Regions from separate parts of the Mus musculus genome. Here regions 1, 3 and 4 are each linked to region 2. A link is a contact called in public Micro-C and promoter capture Hi-C data. All regions are on one chromosome and are shown on one strand. The core of a region is the stretch at or near the end of the contact, and the rest is flanking DNA. Distances in the headings are between cores, read along the strand shown.

Region 1 (5,549 bases), core at 1,611-4,110, 160 kb before region 2:
TAACTCCCGAGTGTGTAAGCATGTGGGCTGAGCATCCTAAAAGAGTTCAGAAAAGGAATAGAAGAACTGGGCTAGAAGAGATGGAGCACTCGCCTAGCGTTCATGATGACCGGCACCGCCAACGTAAACAAAGCAAAGTCAGTTATGGTGGTACCTGTCTGTAATTCCAGACTCGGGACTGTGGAGTGAATGTGAGGCCAGCCTGGGATACGTAAAACTCTCTCACACAGGAAATAGACAGTTGGGCACGGGAGCATGTGCCTTTCATCTTAGCACTTTGGAAGCAAAGGCAGGCAGTTCTCTGTGGATCTGAGCCAACCTGGTGTGCACAGTGAGTTCTAGGCCAATTGGTACTACACAGTGAGATGTATTTTAAAGCAAAACACACACACACACACACGAATACTAAGACAGACAGATAAGATAAAATAAGGCCTCACTCTAATCCAGGCTGCCCACTTGCTTGTGATCCCCTGCCTCAGCCTTCCAGGTACTAAGATTGTGACCCTGTACTGGTACTCCTAGTTTATGCAGTGCTAGGGATCAAACCCCTATGCGAGGCAGACACTCAACAACTAAATCACATCCCCAGTTCAAGGCCTTATAGTCTCGAAGTCTTAGAAAAAAATAGAAAAATGTGTTGCTATCTTGCAATTTATATTACAATTTAACCTATGAAGATTAGAATCAATATGTTTTTACAGATTGTGTACAAAAGTGAAAAATTAGAAATGACAGAATATGGAGGTCAAGAGATGGTTTGGTGGGAGGAAAAAAAAGCTCTTGTTCTGCAAATGAGACCCGAGTGCAAACACTCAGTAGAAATTAGGACAGCTAGACAGATCTTAGGAGCTTGCTGGATAGCCAGCCTAGCTGAAGAGGCAAGTGTCTGGTTCAATAAGAGACCCTGTCTCGAAGGCAAGAAAGCAGAGAGCAGTGGACGAGAGAAACAGATGCCTGCTGTGGCTTTCCCATGCATGGACATGTTCATATGTTCATATGTGTTCACATGTATGCAACACACACCTACATTTGTACACACAAAGAACCTGGTACTTATTAATAGACAGATTGGCTAGGTGAATTAAAAGCACCCATGTAATGAAGCATATATACATATATATGTATATATATATATATGTATGTATATATATATTCATATACATAACATATAATCATATACATAGTAATATGTAATAAACAGATATCTTTACACCCTCACACATATGTGTAAAGAGTGATGCCCAGCAGAGTGGGAAGGTGAGCAGTGGAGCCGAGTTGGTACAGTGCTTACCTAACATGCATGAAGCCCTAGATTCAATCCTCAGTGGGGCATAAACCCAGAGAGTGGTGCTAAATACCTAGAATCTCAGTACTTAACAGATGGCGGTAGGACGATCAGGAAATCATCCTCACATATGCCATGAGTTCAAAGCTAGCCTGGGCTACATAAGAAACCATTGTCTTAAAGGAGGGGTGGGCATGAAGTAGATACAGAGTTATCTAACCCTTTAGTACTGCAACAGAACGTCGTCATCCACAAACACGTTAGGTCATATTCATAACTATTCAGTGTGGCATGTGGGGCGCATGTGGGCGCCTGTGGGCCTGGGCACATGCCTGACAGGAGTTTGGCCTAAGACTAGAATAAGCTTGCATTACCTATAGAAAGGTGCCATTGTGGTTTTCTAGAAACAGAATAATTTGCAAGTACATGGCTGTAGATAGATGGAAGAGATAAAGTTTTTTTAATTGTTGTTGGGTTTTGGGGTTTTTTTTTCAGAGTTATTTATTTCTGTATATGAATACACTGTAGCTGTCTTCAGACACTAGAAGAGAGCAGTGAAAGTGGCTGCTGGGAATTGAACTCAGGACCTCTGGAAGAGCAGTCCATGCTCTTTTTTTTTTTTTAAAGATTTATTTATTATTGTACATAAGTACACTGTAGCTGTACTTCAGACACACCAGAAGAGGGCGTCAGATCTCATTATGGGTGGTTGTGAGCCACCGTGTGGTTGCTGGGATTTGAACTCAGAGATGTTATGTAACTATGTGGTGCCGGCGGGCCTAGACGTCAGCATGTAGCCCTAGTTACCTTCTAATTCACAGATGCTAGCCTGCCTCCAGCTCCTAAATGTGCTATTGACGGTGTATGTCACCAGGCCTGGCCGTCCTTTTCTTCTTCACTTTTCATTAGCAATAAAGGAGACAAAATATTTTTTTCAGGAAATGTGTATGTATACTATAAAAATCTGCAAAGATATACTTCAGGTTGTTAATTATCTTTCTTGGAGGAGTAGAATGTTGAGAGCCGTTTTCTATATGTCTATGTTGTTTAAAACTGTTATTCAAAAGTTATTTCATGGGACTGGAGAGATAGCTAAATGGTTAAAAGCACTTGCTGGTCTTATAGAGGATGATTCCCAGCACCTACATGGTGGCTCGCATCTGGCTGTAACTCCAGTTCAAGAGGCTCCAACTCCTTCTTCCGGCCTCCTCATGTACTTTCTCCTGTTTTGCTGGAGTTTGAGGCGGTGGGGGGGGGGGGGGGGCTGCAGGGGCGGGGGGCGGGGGAGGGCGGGGAGGACGACCCGGTGTTCTGCCACTGAGATACCCCTCCCCCACCCCTCCCTTGCTTCCTCCCCTTCCTGGGCGTGGATTCTGTATGTGATTGTGTAGCCTCCACTTTCTCCCCTTTGAACTTTAGAGCCATTCCCAGGCTTCCCAAAATATAGATACTCTATTCCCTCATGATCAAACAGCGTGAGTGTTCAACAGCAGACTTCAGTCCCCGAGGCTTTATCTGTAGCTGTAAAAAGAATAGGTGTGACTGTCCCTAGATGACCTGCAGAATCCAAGCCTTCACCAGGCCTCCAGGGCCTTGAGGGCGTGGTTCCAGCTGAGAACCAGCTTGCCCTCACATCACATAGGCCCCAGCTCCCCTTCCCCCATCACCCTTCCAGACATCGGAGTTCAGGTTCCAGACTCAGTTTTCAGGCTCCCGCGCACGGTTAAGGAGCTGCCAACCCGCTGTGCAGCCTAACAATTAGGTCTTTGGGAGGGTTCGTTCTGGCTAAACCAGCTCCCTGGAGCCATTTTCACATTCTGCCTTACTTTTGTTTCTAAAATGTGTGATTTAGGAGAGGAAAGGAAAGAAGAAGGATCGGCTCTGTGCCCCTCCCCTGAGCCCACCTGGGCTCCTGGTCCGGAGCATGATGCCCTGCAGCTATCGAGGGCGCCAAGGTCAACACCAGCACCGCGGGGGCAGGAGCACCCCAGAGCAGGAGCTTACCACACACAGTGCAGGTAGGGGAAGTGAAAGGAGGAGAGCAGCTCACAGAAGGCTTGGTCGCTGATCCAGCAGAAGAGAGCCAGAGTCCACCAGAGGCCAGAGAAGAGGCCCAGCTTAAACACACGCACATTGTCACACCTGCGAGGGAGAGGGAGAGAAAGTCAGGGCTGGTCTCCACCGGGTTTGCTGGCTACCTCCCCTGGGTCTTAAAAGCTTCTCATCTGCTCCAGTTCCATAGCATTGGCCTCATTCTGAAGACAGCCTCATAGATGTAAACATCACATGTATGCACGTGACTCGATAACCTTCTCCATACAGGCTCTGACTCCTGATACATAGAGCCACCTACCATCATGAAAGGGTGCCCTGATGTCTAATGCAGATAAAAATATAGAAGTTCGTCTTCCCTCCTGCCTACAGACTCCACATTCCAGTTTCTTAGCTCTTCCTTCAGAATCCACCCCAAACCTGCCCTCTGGCCATGGGGGTCCAAGTCCCATCATTTCCTCCCTTCAGTGTGGCCACAAGACCCTATGTGTGGGCTCCCCTGCCTTTTGTTTTGTTTGTTTGTTTGTGTTGCTGGAGTTGTTGTTTTGACATTTTCTCTCCATACTTTGGCCCTCACTACCTTTGCTCACACTATGGTAGATACACTGTTCCTCAAACACCCCAGGCCTTGGCAGGAACGGGCCCTACAGCCTTCCTACTTGCTTGGCCTCTGATTAGAGTGTTCTGCCGTCACATAGCCTTGTATTTCATTTCTCTTCAAGTGTCTGCTCAGAGTCACCTGGGAAGCCTGTGCTGGCTTTAATGAGACCAGCTCATTGAATGAACACTTGGTCCCCAGTTGGTACTGGTTGGGAAGTTCAGAAGGCGCGACTTGTTAGAGTTAAGAATGTCACTGGAGGCCGAGCGTGATGGTGCACGCCTTTAATCCCAGCACTCGGGAAGCAGAGGCCGGTGGATTTCTGAGTTCGGGGTCAGCCTGGTCTACAAAGTGAGTTCCAGGACAGCCAGGGCTATACAGAGAAACCCTGTCTCGAAAAACTAAAAAAAAAAAAATTAAAATTAAAAAAAAGGAAAAAAAGAAAGGAACGAAAGGAAGGAAGGAAGGAAGGAAGGAAGGAAGGAAGGAAGGAAGGAAGGAAGGAAGAAAAGAAAAGAAAAGAAAAGAAAAGAGAAAGGAAAGGAAAGGAAAGGAAAAGAAAAGAAAAGAAAAGAAAAGAAAAGAAAAGAAAAGAAAAGAAAAGAAAAGAAAAGAAAAGAAAGAGAAAGAAAGCAAGCTAGCTCCGGGTTATCGATAGGAAAGTAGATTCTAACAACATAGAGGGTAGGCAGCTGTCTAGCTATTGTGCTAGTTCGGTCTTACTGTAAACATATAGGCTGTGAGTGTGTCTTTCATCTGTGAACTCAATAACCAAAGGCAGGGTAGAAACCCTGGGCCAGGATTTTAATAATTTCTACAACATGAAGCAGAGCAGAACACAGATAGCAGTCTGGAAAGCCATCTCAGCCAAATACAGGCTGCCAGCTCAGACCCACGAGCTGACTTCAAGTTGTTTGTTTCCACTGCTCCCAGACACCCCTTCCTTGGAACCCCTCTCCAAGCTGATGATGGTCCTCTGCAAGAATCTACACGAATGACCTGTCTGCAAGATATGCCGGTGTAATTGTTAGTAATCAGGGACAACCAAGAGGGACTCCAAGAGACTAACAATCAGGCATTTTCATAGCCAGCTCTCAGGGACCTGGTGACAAGATATATCATCACTAACTGCCCAGAGGTGACACATTGTTACCCCTGTCACATGTCCTCTTGGGCATGTGCCAAGGCCCTGGATTAAAAGCCATCTTTTCCCATCTCCCCCCTTCCCGCCCCATGCCCAGAGGCAGCCTCTGTACCTCTTCCCCTTAATCAACCTCCCACATGAGATCTGATGCTCCGTGTAACTTTGTCAAACTCGCACCCCACTTCCATCAGTAATAGTGGCACAAAGCATGTGGAGTAACCAACCAATATCTGAGTTAAGACCCACTCTATCAGATGGAACCCATATCCAACATTGCTTGGGCGGCCAAGAACCTGAGATTACCTTGCCCACTGACCTAGGGGAAAACCAAATACTACTTTTCTGCTAAAGGAACAAAGCAATAAAATGACTCCTAGCTGTTATACTCATAGATTCCTTGCCTTGCCTAGTTATCATAAGAGAAGCTTCCTCATGCAGCAATGCAAAGACTCAACAGATACAAAGAC
Region 2 (5,644 bases), core at 2,406-4,905:
GTGGGGTCTACGGATCAAATTCAGGTCATTAGGGTTGGTAACAAGTGCCTTACATGCTCAGCTGTCTCACTGGCCCTTACTTTGTTTTCTGAGGCAGGATCTTGACTAGCTAGGCTGGCCTCAACCTTACCCTAAGCTCCAGCTAGTCTTGATCCTCCTGTTGCCATCTTCTAAATACTGGGGTTACGGGCATGTGCGTTCGTGCCCAGCTATATGATCCCACTTACTGTTCTCCCTTTTAGTGCAGGGCCACCAAATGTCTAAACTACATATGTGAGCTGGAGGTATGACTTAGCAGTCGAGACAATGTTCATTATGTATAAGGCTCTGGGTTTAACTAAAAACATCATAGTAAAGCACAAAAGTTATGAATGAGAATTGCACTGCCTTTCCTCCACAGCAGTAATGCAAGCAGCAGCAGCGAAACAGGGACAGATAAAAGTCATCCAACTTGAAAGGAGAAAGTATCTCCAGCTTTCTTAGCAAATACTATGAATGTACATGGGAAAAAAAGAAAAAAGAGATATAAGAGCAACTGGAGGGAAAATGAAAGTCTGAGCAGACCACAGTGAGGACGACCTGCAAGCCCTGCATTTGGGAATAGGAGGCAGAAGAGTTTAAGGTCATCCTCAGCTGTGTGGTTAAGTTCAAGGTTACCTAGGCATTTACCTCTCCCAGCATTTACGACAACAGCAAGCATAGGCTTGCCTAAACTATATACCAGGACTTTATACATCCCCTCAATGCCCTCTCCCCAAAAAAGTAGGCATGCCTTTAGTCCCACACTAAGGCAAAAGCAGGAGGATTTCAGAAAATTCAAGGCCTTCTTCCCACAAATACTATTATAAATCTTAAATAATAATAATAAAGTAAACTTGGAATTCCTTATACCATGATGCTAAAAGACCTCTTTTCCTAGGCTATCATACAGGGCATTCCTCCCTGATTTTCAATTGTCTTTTGTGGTGCTCTGTTGTTTCTTCTAAACACAGTGTCACCACTTAACCCAAGCTGTCATGGAATGCTGGGTAGAAAGGCTGGCCTCACTTCTACACAGTCATCCTGCCTCCACCTTCCAAGTGCTGGGGGGATTTCAAGAATGCAGCACCACACCTGGCTTCCCAAAGTTTAACTGCTAAAGAAACTTCCCATTCGACCAAGGCATCCCACTGATACAAATCTATAACACAGACCATCTGAAAGAAGGCATGGCTTGTGCAGCACAGTCCTTAAAAAGGTAACATTTTAATTCATGCGTTATGAAAACTTGTGTCCTAAATTTTCTGCAAGCATTTTCTACTAGAAGTTCAAGTTATAACAGACACTCTGTTTTCAGATCAGAGCAGTCGGATGAGGGCGACAACTGCCACTGACGCAGCTGCTTTCTTTTTCCCTTTACAACCTGTAGCTAAGGTTCAAGAACAAGGCAAAAATGTAGCTTTCAAAGTGAGCAGCGAAACCAATGTGGTATTTGTCTTAGCAGGGAACACCAATGAAAATATGAGATGCTTCAGTCTAAACTGGCAGGTACACAAAAAAGCAAAAGTGCCTTGTCATTACTTACCATGCAAAAGTTACAAACTGCCGGTTCCTACGATGCAGTATGTGTTTCCTTAGACAGAGCTCTTGCCCAAATAACCATCCAAACCTGCCATCCTCAACTGTCACAGCCCACACAACGCGGCAGTTCCTTGTACTTTAAAACATTTGTTTTTAAGAATAGTCTCCACCCACAACTTTTCCACAAATTTCTTCAGCTACAAGCTCAAGTTTATACTACAAACGCTGTGTTTATTCCCACCAGAATGCACTCGTTTACAAATTACACAGGAGTAAATTATTAAAATACAAAACATCAACATTTCTGACACATCTTTTCTATTATTCAAATAAACAAACAATTATACTCCAAGCAAGGTACTACTGGCCAAAAATCAAATGACATGGGATCACTTCTCCAAGACCGGTAATAAAGAGGATTAGACCCCTTAATCTCAATCCATTTCTTTATAAATAGTAAATGGTCAAAGGAGTGGACTGAATAGCAGAAAACCTATTGCCACTAACTAAAAGAGCAATCCAGTAAGAGGCAGGTCATATTCATGAGCACAAATCTAAGATTATGTCTGAGATTTCTAAGTTCCCAGTCTTATCAAGAAGGCAGTTTGCTAACTTTTTAACATTAATATTGAGAGCAAAGCAGAAAATATAGTGGGTTTTATGGTTATAATGACTATGATAAAAAGTTTTCCTTTTGCAAATTTTTTTTAACAAAAAAGTCACATAATGAGTTCTAGATTCGAGGTAGTTTAGTATATTTACATGGTTATCAAATCAAATGAAATGTTTACTGAAAACCTGGCCAACAGGACACTACACCTAAGGATCTTTTCTAGCTTGCTTCTTGGAAGCATGGAGATAAGACGGCAAGACCTATTTCTAGGGACTCGAGTTTGCACACAATTAAGTAGCCTAAGTACGTCAACTGCTCAGACTACAGTGCATGACCTCTCTAGACAAAATCGCACAGCAAGTTGTGCTCTCAGTAGGCAGGAATGACGCCTTCTCTCACATTTGCTCAAGTAACTACAGTAACTGCCTTAAATTTTCCCGTGTGAAACCAACGAAATTTGAAGGGGAGCGGGGGTTGGGGGGGCGGCATTTTAAAAACTGGGTCATTCCTTATTTGTTCTCTCCAAGCACATTCTTCGGGAGGGAAACGGCCTACGAATCACAAAAAGGGGAGGGGGAAGAGGTGACAGCATCTCCAATGCTTTAAAGTTACGGCTCTTACAAGAGTCAGCACTTAGGGGCTCATTAGTTGGCTTTATTTGAGTTTAGTCACTCCAGAGCTGAATGGAGCCTTCCTATAAGTTATCCCCAACAAAGCAGCCCTAAACATCAGCCACGGTCCGGCAGAGGAGGAAATGCCCTGGATTCACCTGCGGCACCTGCCTGCACCCCGGTACCTCCACCTCCGCAGCGTCCACGGATCCTTACGCTCCACCCCAGCTGCCACCGCTCAGCACCCCGCCGGCCGGGCCAGGGCCGGAGAGCCTGGTTCCCGCCTCACCCCGGCGGCAGAGGCCAGGCCCGGTCCCTGCACCGAGTCGATCCTCTCGAGGCCCTCCGGCCGCAGCCTCTCCGAACGGCAGCCCGCGGGCTCCGGGGACCTCCCGCCCACTCACTCAGCGACTAGGCCAGCCGGCCGCTCCCCTCCTCCCGCGCGGTCCCGCACGCTACCTGAGCGGCCTGGCGGAGCGGGAGGAATCGGGCAGGGCAGCGGTGCGGACTCACCTGCGCCGGCCCAGTCGGCGACTGTCCGACACCGGAGCTTCCTGGGGTGAGAAAGCGCCGGCTACGCGGCCTGGGCACCCTCCGCTGGCAGGGCCGGGACTCCGGGGCCCCTCTGCGCCTGCGCCTCCGCGCGGCCGGGTCTCCAGGGGACAGCCTGCAGCGAGGGCAACTGCCGACCGAAGGGCTCGCGGGCCGCGGGCGCTGCGGGAGGACCGACGTCTAGGCACTGCCCGGGGCGAGACTGTCCGGACCACAGACCGCCATGTTTCTGTTCCCTATTCTTTTTTGCCTTCCCTTCCTTCCGCTCTTTTCCACAGAACACCACTTTCCCTCCCTCCGTCCCTCTCCCTTTCCTTCTGCGGGGGCGGTAGAAAGGACGCGGGGGGTGGGGTCCGAGGTCGGACCCGCCCCGCTAGAGCCACGCCCCTGTGGTTGGGCTCCACCCAGAGGTTGACCCACGCCCCCAGACTCCTACCAAGCCTCAGGCTCAGGCCACGCCTCTGCGCTTGTGCCCCGCCCCGCGAGCGCCCTCCTCCTGGCAGAATTCTGGCGGACCTCGGGGCGCTCCTTAGAATCCCGACGCCGAAGCGAGAGTCCTCCAGCTCTCCTGGCGCTAGTTGTAACCTTTCTGTTTGTTCTGCGGTGTTTTGTTTTGTTTTGTTTTGTTTTGTTTTGTTTTGTTTTGTTTTGTTTTGTTTTGTTTTGTTTTGTTGCGGTTGCCTGTGGCAGGTGACTACCGCCTCTCCAGGCTCAGGTTTTCAGAGAATGAGAAAGTGACTTAGAATAGCTCAAGGTCAATGAAAGAAAAAAAAAAGCCTAGAGAGACTTGCAGTTTCTCTTTAGTAGAGGCTGGAAGTTCCACCCATAATTGTGTGACCCCAAAGTCTGAGTGACACTGGAGGGCTGCCCTTCTCTAAGCCATCCAAAGACCTCTGAGAGACCTTAGCTGCGTTGTCTTTCTCTACTTCTATCCAGATTTTGATAACGCCAAACGAGTAACTCTTTAGTTTAGATAATCGTAATTTGCTGCCTCTCAAAGGTAACCTAGATCTCGAGGTAAACATTCTGAAGCTGATGGTTGTGAGCCTCAGGACAGAGTGCTGAGGATTTGACTCTGGTCCTAAAGAGAGCAGCAAGTACTCTGAAATAATAATCTCTTTAGCACCCAATTTTCAGTTCTGCAGGTACTGAAGGACGGAATTGGAGAGTCTTCACTGTAATGAAATTTTGACAAAATATTTTAATTTGTTTTGTTTGTTTGGCAGAAGGTAAGGTGGTGTGTAGGGTCTCACTATTTAGCCCTGGCATTTCCTGCAAGTCTTATTTGTAAATCAGGCTGGCCTTAAACACTCACCCTCCATTGCTGGAATTAAAGACTTGTGCTACCACTTGGTGACAATTTTTTTAGGGTATCAATTTTTCAAGGAACAAATAGCTTAAAATAAGTTACAACTTTTTTCCTCTTGGCAAAAGACAGATTAGGCGGCAGGGGTGGCTGGGGGGGGGGGGAGTAGAACAAAAGTGACTGATGTTTTTGAGCATGTCTTAGTGAAACCCTTTTCTTTGTATGCTGTTAAAAATTTCATTAAGCCGAGCAGTGGTGGCGCATTCCTTTAATCTCAGCACTTGGGAGGCAGAGGCAGGCATTTTCTGAGTTCGAGGCCAGCCTGGTCTACAGAGTGAGTTCCAAGACAGCCAGGGCTATCTATACAGAAAAAAAAAAACCTTGTCTCGAAAAACAAAAAGTTCATTAAATTATTTTAAATATGTGTGCGTAGCGGGTGAACTCCCGTGTTCATAGTGGTCACTTTGCTGAGAGTTTCTCTTTCATTTGCTCACGGTTTTTGCTAACAAGTGTAATAATGTTAAGTCTGGTTGATATGTGCCTGGTTGTCTATTTCTGAAGTTAACTGCAGGTTTGAAAAGTTTTGGCTTTTGACTTCTATAGCAGACACCATTTTCCTAACCACATTCGCAGTCAGAATTGATTCAAGAAGAAACAGTGATATAAATATGGTTCCATTAACAATAGTTAGGAGTTGATCTAGGGCCCTGGAAGCATCCTAACAGTCCAGCCAGCAGAAACGTTAAGGGACACATTCATATTTGAAAACCTAGCTTGTGGACTTCTTTTTTTGTTTGTTTGTTTGTTTGGTTGGTTGGTTTGGTTTTTTTCGAGACAGGGTTTCTCTATATAGCCCTGGCTGTCTTGAAACTCACTCTGTAGACCAGGCTGGCCTCGAACTCAGAAACCCACCTGCCTCTGCCTCCCAAGCGCTGGGATTAAAGGTGTGCGCCACCACTGTCCAACCAACTTGTGGACTTCTTCTACTTCCTCACCAAGGCT
Region 3 (5,622 bases), core at 396-2,895, 190 kb after region 2:
TGCATGTGATGGACCTGTCCTGAAAATGAACAGGGTGCGCAGGTCTTGGTTTGGTTTCCAAAGCTCCCATTTCTCTGAGGTTTCCTCCCTCCCCATTTCACATTTCTATATTCCCTTTAACCAGAAAGGCAAGAAATAACTTTGCTGTACTTAAGACTGATCAGTAAGTGGTATTCCTGTATGGGCCCTATCAACCAGGTACCAGTGGAATTCCAGCAGCTGGCAGTGGTTTGCTGACTTCGGTTTTTAGTCTGCGATGGAAGAAAGAACTCAGAGCACACAGCAGCTCAGCACTGCTGCAATCCATGACTCTTCAGACACTCGAAGCTCACACTGATAACATCAATTCCAGCTCTCTGGTCCACATGGTAGAAAGAGGAAACCAACTTCTCCAGGTTGTCTTCTGATCTCCACATGAGTCTTGGCCCACATGGCTCTCTTTACCCAGAACCTGCGATAAGCAAATGTAAAATAAAATAAAATAAAATAAAATAAATAAAAGCAACAAAAAGAAACAGTAATGTTTAAGTCCAAACATTCTCCTATAGTAGTAGACTGTATGGTATGCTACCGCACTTCTTTTGCTTGCTTTTGAGAAAGGGAGAGCCATGTAGCCCAGAACTTGCCTCCTTGCCCCAGATGCTGGAATTCTAGACTTGTGCTGCCACACCCAGCTCGAGAGCAGAGGCCCTTGACTTTGTTTTATTGTCAGAGTAAGCTGCTATCTTGTGAAAACACAATTCCCAGAATAGTTGTTTTCACTGCTTTGAAATAGAGTGAAGTCTCACTTTGTAGCCCAGGCTGGCCTTGACCTTGCAGCAACCCTCCTGCCTCAGTCTGTGCCGGGATCACAGGCTGAAGCCATCATGTGCTCTGACTGGTGGTTATTTGATACAGGAGATTCCAGGGCAGAGGTCTGCAGTGGTTTTCAGGACCGGCTTAGATATTAGGGAAGAGAGGTCAGAGGCCACAATAGAAGCTCCATAGCTGCGCTCCTTGAAGTGTGGGCTCTGGGCCAGCATCAGTAGCATCATTAAAAACTTGTAAGAGACACGTGTTTTCTGGAACCCATATTTCAGAAACAACAAACTCAGGGTGGGGTCTGGCAATCTGATTTTTGTCAAGCCTTGAGGTTCTGATGCTGCTAACATTTGAGACGTCCCTGCTTCTAGGCGTCATTACCTGAGCAATAGAGGGCTGGACCCTCTCATGCTGCTTTGTTCTCAAAAGCAGAGGCCTGTGGTTGAAAGCAATTCCAAGATGCAGGCAGCCAGGTATAGATTTTCCAGGAAGATCTGGAGATGGAATTCAGGGTCAATATTCTGGAGGTCCGGGCATGCATTTCCTCCAGACGGACAATGTGTCCTAGGGATGGAAAGTGCCACCCGACAAGATACTTTTCATTGTCTTTGCATTATGTGACCGTGCTGTTGGTTAACTCTGGGACTCGGAGGCTTCCTAAAGCCCTCCAAGGTATCTTCCATCTTCCTTCCAAGTTCCAGTGGGAGAGTCCCTGTCTTGGGTCTGCCAGGTGAGATACTAGGTGAAGTCTGACCTCACAGGAGGCCCTTATGATGTCATTGCCACCTCAAGATGCCCTCCTCTGTGACTTTGAAGGTCATAGAGGACTCAGTCCTGGGCCCTGTGGCTTGCAGGGGCCAGGCTGTGCTGGCAGGTGGGTGCTTCCCACTGGCCGCAGTGGCAGCAGCTTACAGACGTGAGCCGGCCTGGCTTGCTGTCTGTGCTAAGTGCTGCCTGTTTGCCCAAGGCCAGCCTCAGGAAAGGAATAGACTACAGAATTTTGCAAAAGGGCCACCTAAGTTTCCTTCTGAGCAAAACAGCATCGGTCAAGGCACCGAAGAAGTGTGATCGTTGTCCCAGGCAGCTGGGATCCTCTAGGCGATTGCCTTAGTGGAAAGTCCGAGGTGAAGGATGGGGAAGAGGACTTGCATCTGCAACCTGTGCTCCTGCGGGTAAGGTAGTCCTCCCAAGGGCAATCTGGGGAGGGGAGCCTGATTTTCACACTCCCTAGGGTGCCAAGCCCCTTTCCTGGAACGAAGACAGGATGTGTCTTCTTCATCCCGCTGCTTCGCTAGGCAGCATCGCACTGGATTCGGGTTTTAAACTGCAACATTGTTGACTAATATTTGATGCACACATGTCGAATCAGCGCTGATCAGGTAGTGTGTGTGTGTGTGTGTGTGTGTGTGTGTGTGTGTGCGCGTGTGTGTTTTCTGCAGGGTAGAGATTCAGGCACTTTGAGAGTGGGCTGGGCCCAGCCTTGTCTACATGCTGTTAAGACATGATGGAAACCCTGGACAGGCTGGGGCCGGTCTTGTTTCTTCTGTTGCAATTGTTAGAACAATAGTTCTTTTGTGTGGGTGAGTTTCTCACTTACAGAAATTGGTACTTTGGGAGCCATAGTGCACGGGCACCAACTGTTGCAGTGTTGAAATAAATAGCTAATCCAGGGGCGAGTTCGCTGTAGTTTTTGGGCAGGATGCCTTTCTGCCCCTTGTCTTCAGGGCCATGATGGTGCAAAGCACAGTGAAGGCAGGGTTTTGGAGAGGAACGTTGGGCTGCGGTCTCTGAGATGGTCCTTCTGGCTGCTTTGCCAGGACAGCTAGGGAACTGCAGGGCTGTGCCAGCCAGGGGATAGCAGAAGGGGCAGTACATAAACTTGCTTCCCAGGCTTCTGGCTAAGACCAAGTGAAAGGAGTGGCCTCGGGGACTAGCCCTCTGGGGTTGTCACTAAATGTGGGATCTGGGCTAGGAACCGAACGTCTCCCCATTCAAATTTCCCTAGGAATACTCTCCTCACAGGACTATTACAAGTGAAGGGATAGGGTGTATGTCTATGCACATGGATTCTATCTATTCTGTTAATACCCTAAGATCTGCAAAGGATTTTACAGCTACATATGTTACATGAAATAACAAAATTATTGTATTTGGGAGAATAGGTTAAGAGGACACTCTGAAAACAGAAGACTTTGAATTCTCAGGAATCAGTGCTCATTAGAGTGGACTGGGAACTTTAAAATAGGTGTCATTGCTCCAGCTGTTCATGAGCAATCTCTAAGGACAGTCCCATCAGCAGACTCCAGATAGATACTGCCATTTCCCAGAATTCTGAGCTCTGCTACCTACAAGTGTGGCTCTTGTTTTCGAGGTTTGTCAGGTGGGACCAGCCAGTGTCCAGGGCTAATTTTTCATACTACCGAACATTCAGTTTGTTTTTTTTTTCTAAGACTTTGCTTCCTTGTGGGGCCTTTTGCATCACTCCTGGCTCCATCTCTGCTCTCAGAAGAGTGGGGTTGAAGTCTTTGAGTCCCATCTTTGCACAGTATGTAGTCTAGGAAGACGGGGACTCATCAGGGGTGAGGAACGTAGAGTCAGATGACACCTCCATTCCTATCTGATGTCCTCAGATTCTCTTTTTCCCCCACCCTGCAAAGTTGCTCCTTCCACTGGATATAAAGTCTTTCTGGCATGCCTTCCTTGCCTCCCCCTCCTGTGTCTACTTTACGGTTCTGTCACGTGCCTTGGGTCTGACTCTCATGTTGGTCAGTCTTCCCTCCTGCCTGCTTAGTCTATTTTAGTTTTTTTTTTTTTCCTGTGATTTTGATGGGGCATCTCAGAGTTCAAAGCAAACTTTTTGGTCTCCACTCATGGTTCCTTTGTCTTGCTTTTTTCCCCTTTTTGAAAATGCGTCTACCTTCTTCTGCCTCCTAACCTTTTAAGATCTTGCTCATGTTATAAGACTCCCGTCTGGCTCAGTCCTATAGACCCCACCTAGTACAGAGGTAGGACCCCACTTCCTATGGTCTTTTAGCTATGTGTATGCCAGCTTCATATCTAGTGATGGTGTGCTCTGGAACAGCCAAGCTCTGTTTTTGTATGCTTTGTGATACTGACCTGTTGAGTAGTCAGAACACACCTTTGTAGGATGGTGGTGGGATCTGTGGAGTCCGTTAGGGACATACAATCTGGAGTGGTGCTGTCTCCAGTGCTTGCCACATGATGCCATTTTACTTCAGTGAATTACAATTGAGGGCTTCCCCAACTTCCTCCAGCCACTTGAGGGCTGGAGAACTATTTTAGTAGCTAAGAGCATTGTCTGCTCTTCCAAAAGACCCCGGATCAGCCTGGCCTGGGACACACTGTGTATAACTGGGAACTTCTGTTTCTTCTGTTTCCATTTCCCAAGTCCTGGGATTAGAGGCCCATATTACTATTCCCAGCGTTTCTTTGGCTTTTGAGTTTTGTTATGTAGTCCAGGTTAGCCTTCAACTCATGATTCTCCTGCTTCAGCCCTGCTGCTGCCAGGATTGTAGGCATGTGTCACCATGGCTAGCTCCTTAAATATGATCTCACCTGTAGTACATGATACTCATCAGTGGGGGAAGGCCTCTATTTTTGGACATCAGTGGGAAGAGCAGCCCTTGGTCCTGTGGGAGTTTGATGCCCCAGTGTAGGGGAATGCCAGGACTGGAAAGCGGGAGTGAGTGGGTAGGTGGGGGAGCACCCTCATAGAGGCAGGGGAGGAGGGATGGGATGGGGGAGAGACCTGGAAAGGGGATAACATTTGAAATGTAAATAAAGAAAATATCCAATAAAAGAAAAAAAAATTGAAAAACAAAACAGTCTTTCTGCTGGGAACTAGCTGCTAAAGAGCAAGTTCTTAAGTTTGACCACCAGATGGCAGTGTTTTCTCAGTCAATCCTCATAGACGCGTCAGCTGGTCTAACAAATCCTTTGGGGTTCAGAAGTTTACTTGAATTTTATTTTTATTTTTTTATTTTTTTTAAAAATAGGTTTACTTTAAGTTTTCTAAAATGAGCAATTAGTTAGTGTTTCGGGCTCAGCATAGCCGAGGAAGGTGTTATTCCTTAAGGAGCTGAACATAGAATGAAAGTGTTTCAAATACCGTACCACCAAAGATTCTAACCACTCATAAACCTTGTTAGCAAGCTTCACTGGGTTAAGGAAACCAGACACAGGTCCCTGCATCTTTAAAACACATTCTACACCTTCCCTGAAGCAAAGGCTGGCAACTGGCACACTACAATAGAATATTATAATTTTTAAAATATGATCAATACCAAATAAGGAAAAGCAAGCTTATAAATATAAGTTGCAGAAAGATGGAAAAAGTCAACAGTTTTTAAACCCAAATGTTAATTATTTCTATATAGCTGCAGCTTCTCTCTCTCTCTCTCTCTCTCTCTCTCTCTCTCTCTCTCTCTCTCTGTAACCCCACAAGAGGAGATAGTGTTTCCAATTGTGTCTGAAACCCCCCAGTGTTGCCTGAAGAAATCCCCACCTTGGAAGTTCTACAGTCTTCTACCACATTGTACTGTGATTTTTCAGAAAATTCAGAGCAATTTCTTTCCCCATCATCGGAATGATTGTCAGCATGGGAAACATGGCTTTAGTAAGGAGGTTTGATGGGCCCATCTGAGCCTGTTCTCCCTGGGGGAGCTTTTCAGCTTCTTTAGTTGTCCCTTTTCAATTTGGTGCTGGGAATTGAAGCTAAATTAGCAGGGCTCTGATAGTGTAGACAGTCAGGCGTTCTTCTGCGTTCAGAGCTGCAGACACGAGTACACCTTCAGCTCGCTC
Region 4 (5,456 bases), core at 449-2,948, 180 kb before region 2:
GGATAGTTTTGTTCAATTCCATCACCTGTTTGGTTGGGTTTTCCTGCAATTCTTTAAGGGATTTTTGTGCTTCCTTTTTAAGTTCTTCTACCTGTTTAGCAGTGTTCTCCTGTATTTCTTGAAGTGAGTTATTAAAGTCCTTCTTGATATCCTCTAACATCATCATGAAATATGCTTTTAAATCCGAGTCTAGCTTTTCGGGTGTGTTGGGGTATCCAGGACTCGCTGTGGTGGGCATACTGGGTTCTGATGATGCCGAGTGGTCTTGATTTCTGTTAGTAAGATTCTTACGTTTGCCTTTCGCCATCTGGTAGTCTCTGGTGTTAGATGTTCGAGCTGTCTCTGGCTGGAGTTTGTTCCTCCTGTGATTCTGTTAGCCTCTGTCAGCACTCCTGGTGAAAGAAAATGAGATTTTGTATCTTGTGATTCATGTAAAAAAAGTTGTCCTTGAACCCCCGGCAGCCGGGGGCCGAGAACAAAGCAGAACAGACAGGGCTGTTGTTAAGACAGTCCTAAGAACAGCTTAATTGTACAAGCAGGGCTATCTTGTCTGGGTCGGCACCACCTGGCGGGAACCTCCCCTCTGTCTATTGCCCCTTGACGCCAGGTAAAGTCATACATCAACTGGTTGCTATGTGAACAAAGATAAGCCCCCAGCCCACAGAAACAAAGCCCTGATGCTCTGTAATCTTTCTGTTAATGTTTGAATAAGCCAATAGTGTGTCGTTATGCTGAATTCCACACCCCTAAGCCCCTTACCCCATAAAACCCCCTAGCTTTCGAGCCTCGTGGCCGACATCCATTATCTCCTGTGTGGAATGCATGTCGGTCAAGAGCTCTGTAATTAAACGTCCTCATGTATTTACATCAAGATGATGGTCCTTCGTGATTTTTTTGTGTGCACACCGAATCGGGAGTTGAGTGGAGGTTTCCCCACTAAGTTCTATCACTGGGAGTCCAACTCTCACCGGAGTCCCAGTGGTCAGAGCACTCTCTGCAAGCAAGCCCTCCCCCTGCAGGGAAGGTGCACAGATCTGGAGCTCAGATCCACGTCCTGAGTCCCAGGGTTAGAGCCCTCCCTGGAGGCCAACTCTCCTCTGGCAGGGAAGGTGCCAAGGGGTTGAGTCTCAGCTCTGCCTCCTGGCTGAGGATGAAGGCCCGAAGGGACCCTGTCCAAGAAGCTCTGTTACTTCTGCCGCCCACGTGCTTTCCTGCATAGACTGGTCTCAGTGATCCCAAGATACTGGGTGTGCTAGGGCCCGCCGAGTTTGCGCCCGAGATGGCTTAGGGCTGGCGCCGATGGGAACGAACCCCAGCCGCTGGTCAGGCGGGTTTCCTTTGTGCCTGTTCCTGCTGGCACAAGACCCTCCGGGGTTTTTGGAACAGATGTTGTGCTCCACTTCACCAGTGATCCCAAGATCCTTGGTGTGCTAGGGCCCGCCGAGTTCGCGCCCAAGATGGCGCAGGACTGGCGCCGAATGAACGAACCCCAGCCGCTGGTCGGGCGGGTTTCCTTTGTCCCTGTTCCTGCTGGCACAAGACCCTCCGGGGTTTTTGGAACAGATGTTGTGTTTCACTCACCAGTAATCTCAAGATCCTGGGTGTACTAGGGCACCTGAGGCGGGCGTGGAGAGTCCTCCGGGGACCGGGGCTGGCGCCTACCAGAACTGAGCCTTTCTTTATATATGTTTACCTAACACAGGTAAAGGTGGGAGGTGAGCCAAGTGGATTCTGGGAATATGGTGGCTGTTGTCTTGGCAACAAGTCTACAGGTCCCGCCTATGTGACGTCACAGGTTTCAAAGGTCCTGATACCAACAATCACATACATTAAATAAATAAATAAGTAAATAAATAAATAAATCTTTAAAAAAAAAAAAAAAAAAAAGAATCTGAGGCCAGTCAGGAACACAGTGAATTCCAGACCAGCCTGGGACATGCAGTGAAGCCAGTGACACAAAGGAACAGTCCCCTCTTCAGAGACACCAGCCCCATTTCAGGGGCTCAAACAGATGACAGAACCTGCCAAAGTCACAGAGAGAGGATCTTGCAAGCCTAGAGCCCGGGCAATGGTTGTCTGGGCATCATAAGTGCTTTTATTCCATCGGCTTTCTTTCGCTTGAAGAGAAAGTAGGAACTTTCGTGGCCCTGTCACCTTGTCACACTTCAGCAGCAGAGGTGCTGCACAGAGGGACAAAGGGCCAGGTTGACACAAGTTTGGCTAGAACTTCTCCAGATGATGCTCTGTGTTTGAGATCTATCTCCCCAAACACGCCATGTGGACGCATGCCAAGCTGTGCCGGGCCCTGGAGGTAAGACAAGGCACCCCTCCCTTCTCCCTTTCCCTTCAAACTTCAGACAAAGAAGAAATGCTTGGTGGGAATGAGGAACCTGATTTGGGCTGAGGGGAGGCAACTTTGGGAGACAGGATTAGGATGGTTTTAAGGCCACTGGATTGGCCACCAAATCTAATTATCCCATGGGACTGTCACATGCTTGTTCGGTTCTCCATACCATTCCCAGTACCGAGGACACAGCTTGGCAAGCAGAGCAGAACTCTCCCCTCTTCCCACTGCTTTCATGGGTGATCTTGACCCTCAGAGGCCATTACAGTGGCTGGCGGCCAGCCCTGCCTGGCCCATCCTGTTCTACCTTGATGGGCACAGTTAACAGGTTTCCCATCTCTAGAACAGAAACTGACCAGGCTGTTGGTGTTGTGTATGGACTCAGGGAAGTAGAACAGGTGCCCCACATTCAGAGTCCTTTTGTGAGGTGAGCCAGCACCTGGAACCTCTCACTCCCAAATTCAGGAGGCAGGCAAGTGTCACTCTGTGTCGCTAGATTGTAGAAACTTAAGGACCCACAGTCTCCTCCTCTCCAGTTACAAAGACAAACAGAAGGACACGTCCATGGTAGGAAGAGAAACTTCTATGAAAGTACAGGAAGGTCACAGACACCATTCTAGAGAGTCAGGCTGATACTGGGGAAACTCACAGTGAGAGTTTCTGGGGAATGACCTTGGAGCAGTAGGGATGTTATCCTGACTGAGCCTGGGTTGTCTGGAGGTGCCAGACTACTCTTGCTCACATCGCTCCCCACTGCTCTTCCAGGTTAGGTAGGTCTCAGGGCACGCTGTAGTTTCAGCTTATTGGAAAGCTTGCCCACATCCAGCCACTGCCACGGAGGCATCACCTCATCCCGAGAGCACACCTTCTCACATGCTCACTTGCTTCCTGACTAAAATGACAAGTGTCTGTGGGCCCAGGCACACAGAGGGTGTGCTAGTTGGCAGCATGCTGTGCTCTAGACCACAGTCAGTCAGGTAACCTGAATCTGTGTTACAGGCCATGGTCAGTCATATCATTACAGGGCCCCAGACCTTAGCATAACTGACTCCATGATGGAAATGCTATTCAGGCTGTGAAAGTCAGCATGTAGACAGCACCACCTGCCGAAAATGAAAACAAAGACCTAAGCCATCAAAGTCCATAGTTCAGAGAAAGTCTCTGATATACTAACCTTGCTTTTTTGGCTTCTGTAGTTCCACTTCAGGCTAAATGTTCTTAGGAACTGCAGTGTATCAACCCAGAACATGGCCTTTGTACTTAAAAGTTCACCCAAGAAAGTGTCAGTACTACAGTGGAGTCCTGAGCATCCACTGTAGTTTTGTCAGCCAGCTAATCAAGACTTTCAGTTGGCCTAAATCTACGTGTGAGCTGTCTTCTCTTGTGAATGCCCCCACAACATGTCTGGAAGGCCCACCAAGACCCCAGAGCCTCTCAGATCAGGCAAGAATGCAATGGGAGGAGCTACTAGGGGGGTAGTTCCCAGGACTCTGATCAGTCACTGCCATACGGATGAATCTGGCACCTCCAGCCCAAAAGGAAACAAATTAGAAAGTCTCCTGGTCTGTCACCTCCAGAAGCAAAGCCGGTTCAGGCTGGACACATAGGAGAGGTCAGATGGGGCTGCAGATTGAGTGCCCAGGATCCATGTGAGATGTCACTGGACACACCTCTGCCTATTCAGTTGTATGACTGTGTGGTAGCCACCCCTGGTGTGTGTGTGTGTGTGTGTGTGTGTGTGTGTGTGTGTGTGTGTGTGTGTGTGTGTGTGTGTGTTTGTGTGTGTGTGTTTATGTGTGTGTGTTTATGTGTGTATATCCATGTGTTTCTGTCAGTTTTGTTTCCCTGTGTTGACCAGTGGCTTTCTCTGGAGTAAGACCCTCCTGTTCCCAGCTTAAGATCTGTGCCCCCTCCTGTTGGGGACACAAATCCTTTGGCTCTGCCAGGTCACCCAGAGAGACGAAAATCTCAACCTGTCCCACTTCAAGAGCAGGGCACTTGCTTGTTTACTTGCTTGAATCCTGCTCACAGTCAGGGTTGGTCACTGTATGGAGGCAGGAGGGGGTCAGGCCTCTCATCCAGGCCCCCCTGTCCTCTAAGCAGAATGCACACAGGGAAGAGGAAACACTTCTCCCAGTGAGGATTCGCTCCACTCTGTCTGATCTAAGCAACCCCGGGGAAGGGGAAAGTTCCCCTGGCTGAGCTTGAAGGAAAAGAGAAAAATCCCCTCCTTTGTCTTCCATGATTTATGTCTCCTTATTAATTGATGGTCCATATAATTGAAAAACTCAAAACCCATCATTCTCTGAAAAAAAAAGATAGAATTTCCCCCACAGAAACCCCCACACCCCCAGATGAGATCAGTACCAGATAATGCAATCTGGACAGAGCAGATTTTCCCTTCTGTTCAACACTGACCACGGAGACTTTAAACAATTTTCACTAGGTCCATTTTTAGAAGGATTAAAGATAGCTGCTAAAATGTTTTTCATTGTCACCCAGTCAACTCCAGATATTATTTAAAAGTAATCAAAGATGATGATGACAATGATGATGATGATGATGACGACGACAATGATGACGATGAGGAGGAGGAGGAGGAGGAGGACTATGATAGTGTTTAACAACAGAGAACTGATTGGGACCCTTTATACAAACTGAAAGCCACTGTCATCCCTTGAGCACTGTCCCAGAGGACATCTTACCTTCCTTGCCCCTGACACACACCCCTCAAGTCTGTTTGCATGTTGCTTTCCTATCTAAGGAGACTTTGCTCAGCAAGGCCTTCCTGCCACCATGTCTCTTACTCTGCGAACTCATTGATGAAGTCATGTTTGGACCAGTGACCTCCATGTCAACCCCGCATGCTTCTGGGAATACACACCAGGGTGTCACACGCACCAACACACACCAGGGTGTCACACACACCAACACACACCAGGGTGTCACACACACCAGGGTGTCACACACACCAGGGTGTCACACATACACACACCTGGGTGTCACACACACCAGGGTGTCACATACACACACCAGGGTGTCATGGCATAAATGGGACATGGGTGACAGGATAGTTGCACCCCCCAAAACCCCAACTTCCAGAACAGAGGAA

The links. A called contact is a pair of places that touch in the nucleus more often than the background predicts. Capture Hi-C pulls out chosen DNA fragments and counts their contacts.
Region 1: a Micro-C map of embryonic stem cells shows a contact between it and region 2, with 1.8 times the contacts expected there. The contact joins the enhancer-like site here to the promoter of Dennd4c in region 2. A contact is called at or near these places in 3 of 484 Hi-C or Micro-C datasets (differentiating embryonic stem cells, embryonic stem cells and liver), 2 of 115 datasets of contacts at active chromatin or transcription factors (both in embryonic stem cells) and 3 of 9 other capture datasets (adipose tissue, liver and pancreatic islet).
Region 3: a contact with region 2 is called in a promoter capture Hi-C map of liver. The contact joins the promoter of Saxo1 here to the promoter of Dennd4c in region 2. A contact is called at or near these places in 11 of 39 promoter capture datasets (the 3T3-L1 cell line, 3T3-L1-derived adipocytes, the HPC-7 cell line and 6 more), 1 of 484 Hi-C or Micro-C datasets (rod photoreceptor), 1 of 115 datasets of contacts at active chromatin or transcription factors (bone marrow-derived macrophages) and 2 of 9 other capture datasets (adipose tissue and liver).
Region 4: a Micro-C map of embryonic stem cells shows a contact between it and region 2, with 2.0 times the contacts expected there. The contact joins the enhancer-like site here to the promoter of Dennd4c in region 2. A contact is called at or near these places in 4 of 484 Hi-C or Micro-C datasets (differentiating embryonic stem cells, embryonic stem cells and liver), 1 of 115 datasets of contacts at active chromatin or transcription factors (embryonic stem cells) and 2 of 9 other capture datasets (adipose tissue and liver).

What each region holds. Positions count from the first base shown.
Region 1 is chr4:86,909,497-86,915,045 of GRCm38.p6, reverse strand. Acer2 (alkaline ceramidase 2) reads right to left here. Exons shown (of 6, transcript NM_139306.3): 5 at 3,293-3,430. Among named protein-coding and RNA genes, the nearest start is that of Acer2, 38 kb to the right of the region's middle. Within about 2 kb of position 2,860, at least 64 of the 459 cell types and tissues checked have an H3K27ac peak or open chromatin away from gene starts, as enhancers often do. A contact at or near this core is called in differentiating embryonic stem cells and embryonic stem cells, where this site is marked.
Region 2 is chr4:86,746,566-86,752,209 of GRCm38.p6, reverse strand. It overlaps Dennd4c (DENN/MADD domain containing 4C), which reads right to left and starts at 3,655. Exons shown (of 32, transcript NM_184088.1): 1 at 3,298-3,655. Gm6521 (predicted gene 6521) reads left to right here and starts at 2,806. Exons shown (of 1, transcript NR_168733.1): 1 at 2,806-4,685.
Region 3 is chr4:86,554,326-86,559,947 of GRCm38.p6, reverse strand. It overlaps Saxo1 (stabilizer of axonemal microtubules 1), which reads left to right and starts at 1,645. Exons shown (of 4, transcript NM_001081096.1): 1 at 1,645-1,973. The coding sequence starts at 1,933. Saxo1os (stabilizer of axonemal microtubules 1, opposite strand) reads right to left here and starts at 1,504. Exons shown (of 2, transcript NR_131920.1): 1 at 1,183-1,504; 2 at 144-451.
Region 4 is chr4:86,926,968-86,932,423 of GRCm38.p6, reverse strand. It overlaps a transcript of Acer2 not described here. Among named protein-coding and RNA genes, the nearest start is that of Acer2, 55 kb to the right of the region's middle. Within about 2 kb of position 1,698, at least 116 of the 459 cell types and tissues checked have an H3K27ac peak or open chromatin away from gene starts, as enhancers often do. A contact at or near this core is called in differentiating embryonic stem cells and embryonic stem cells, where this site is marked.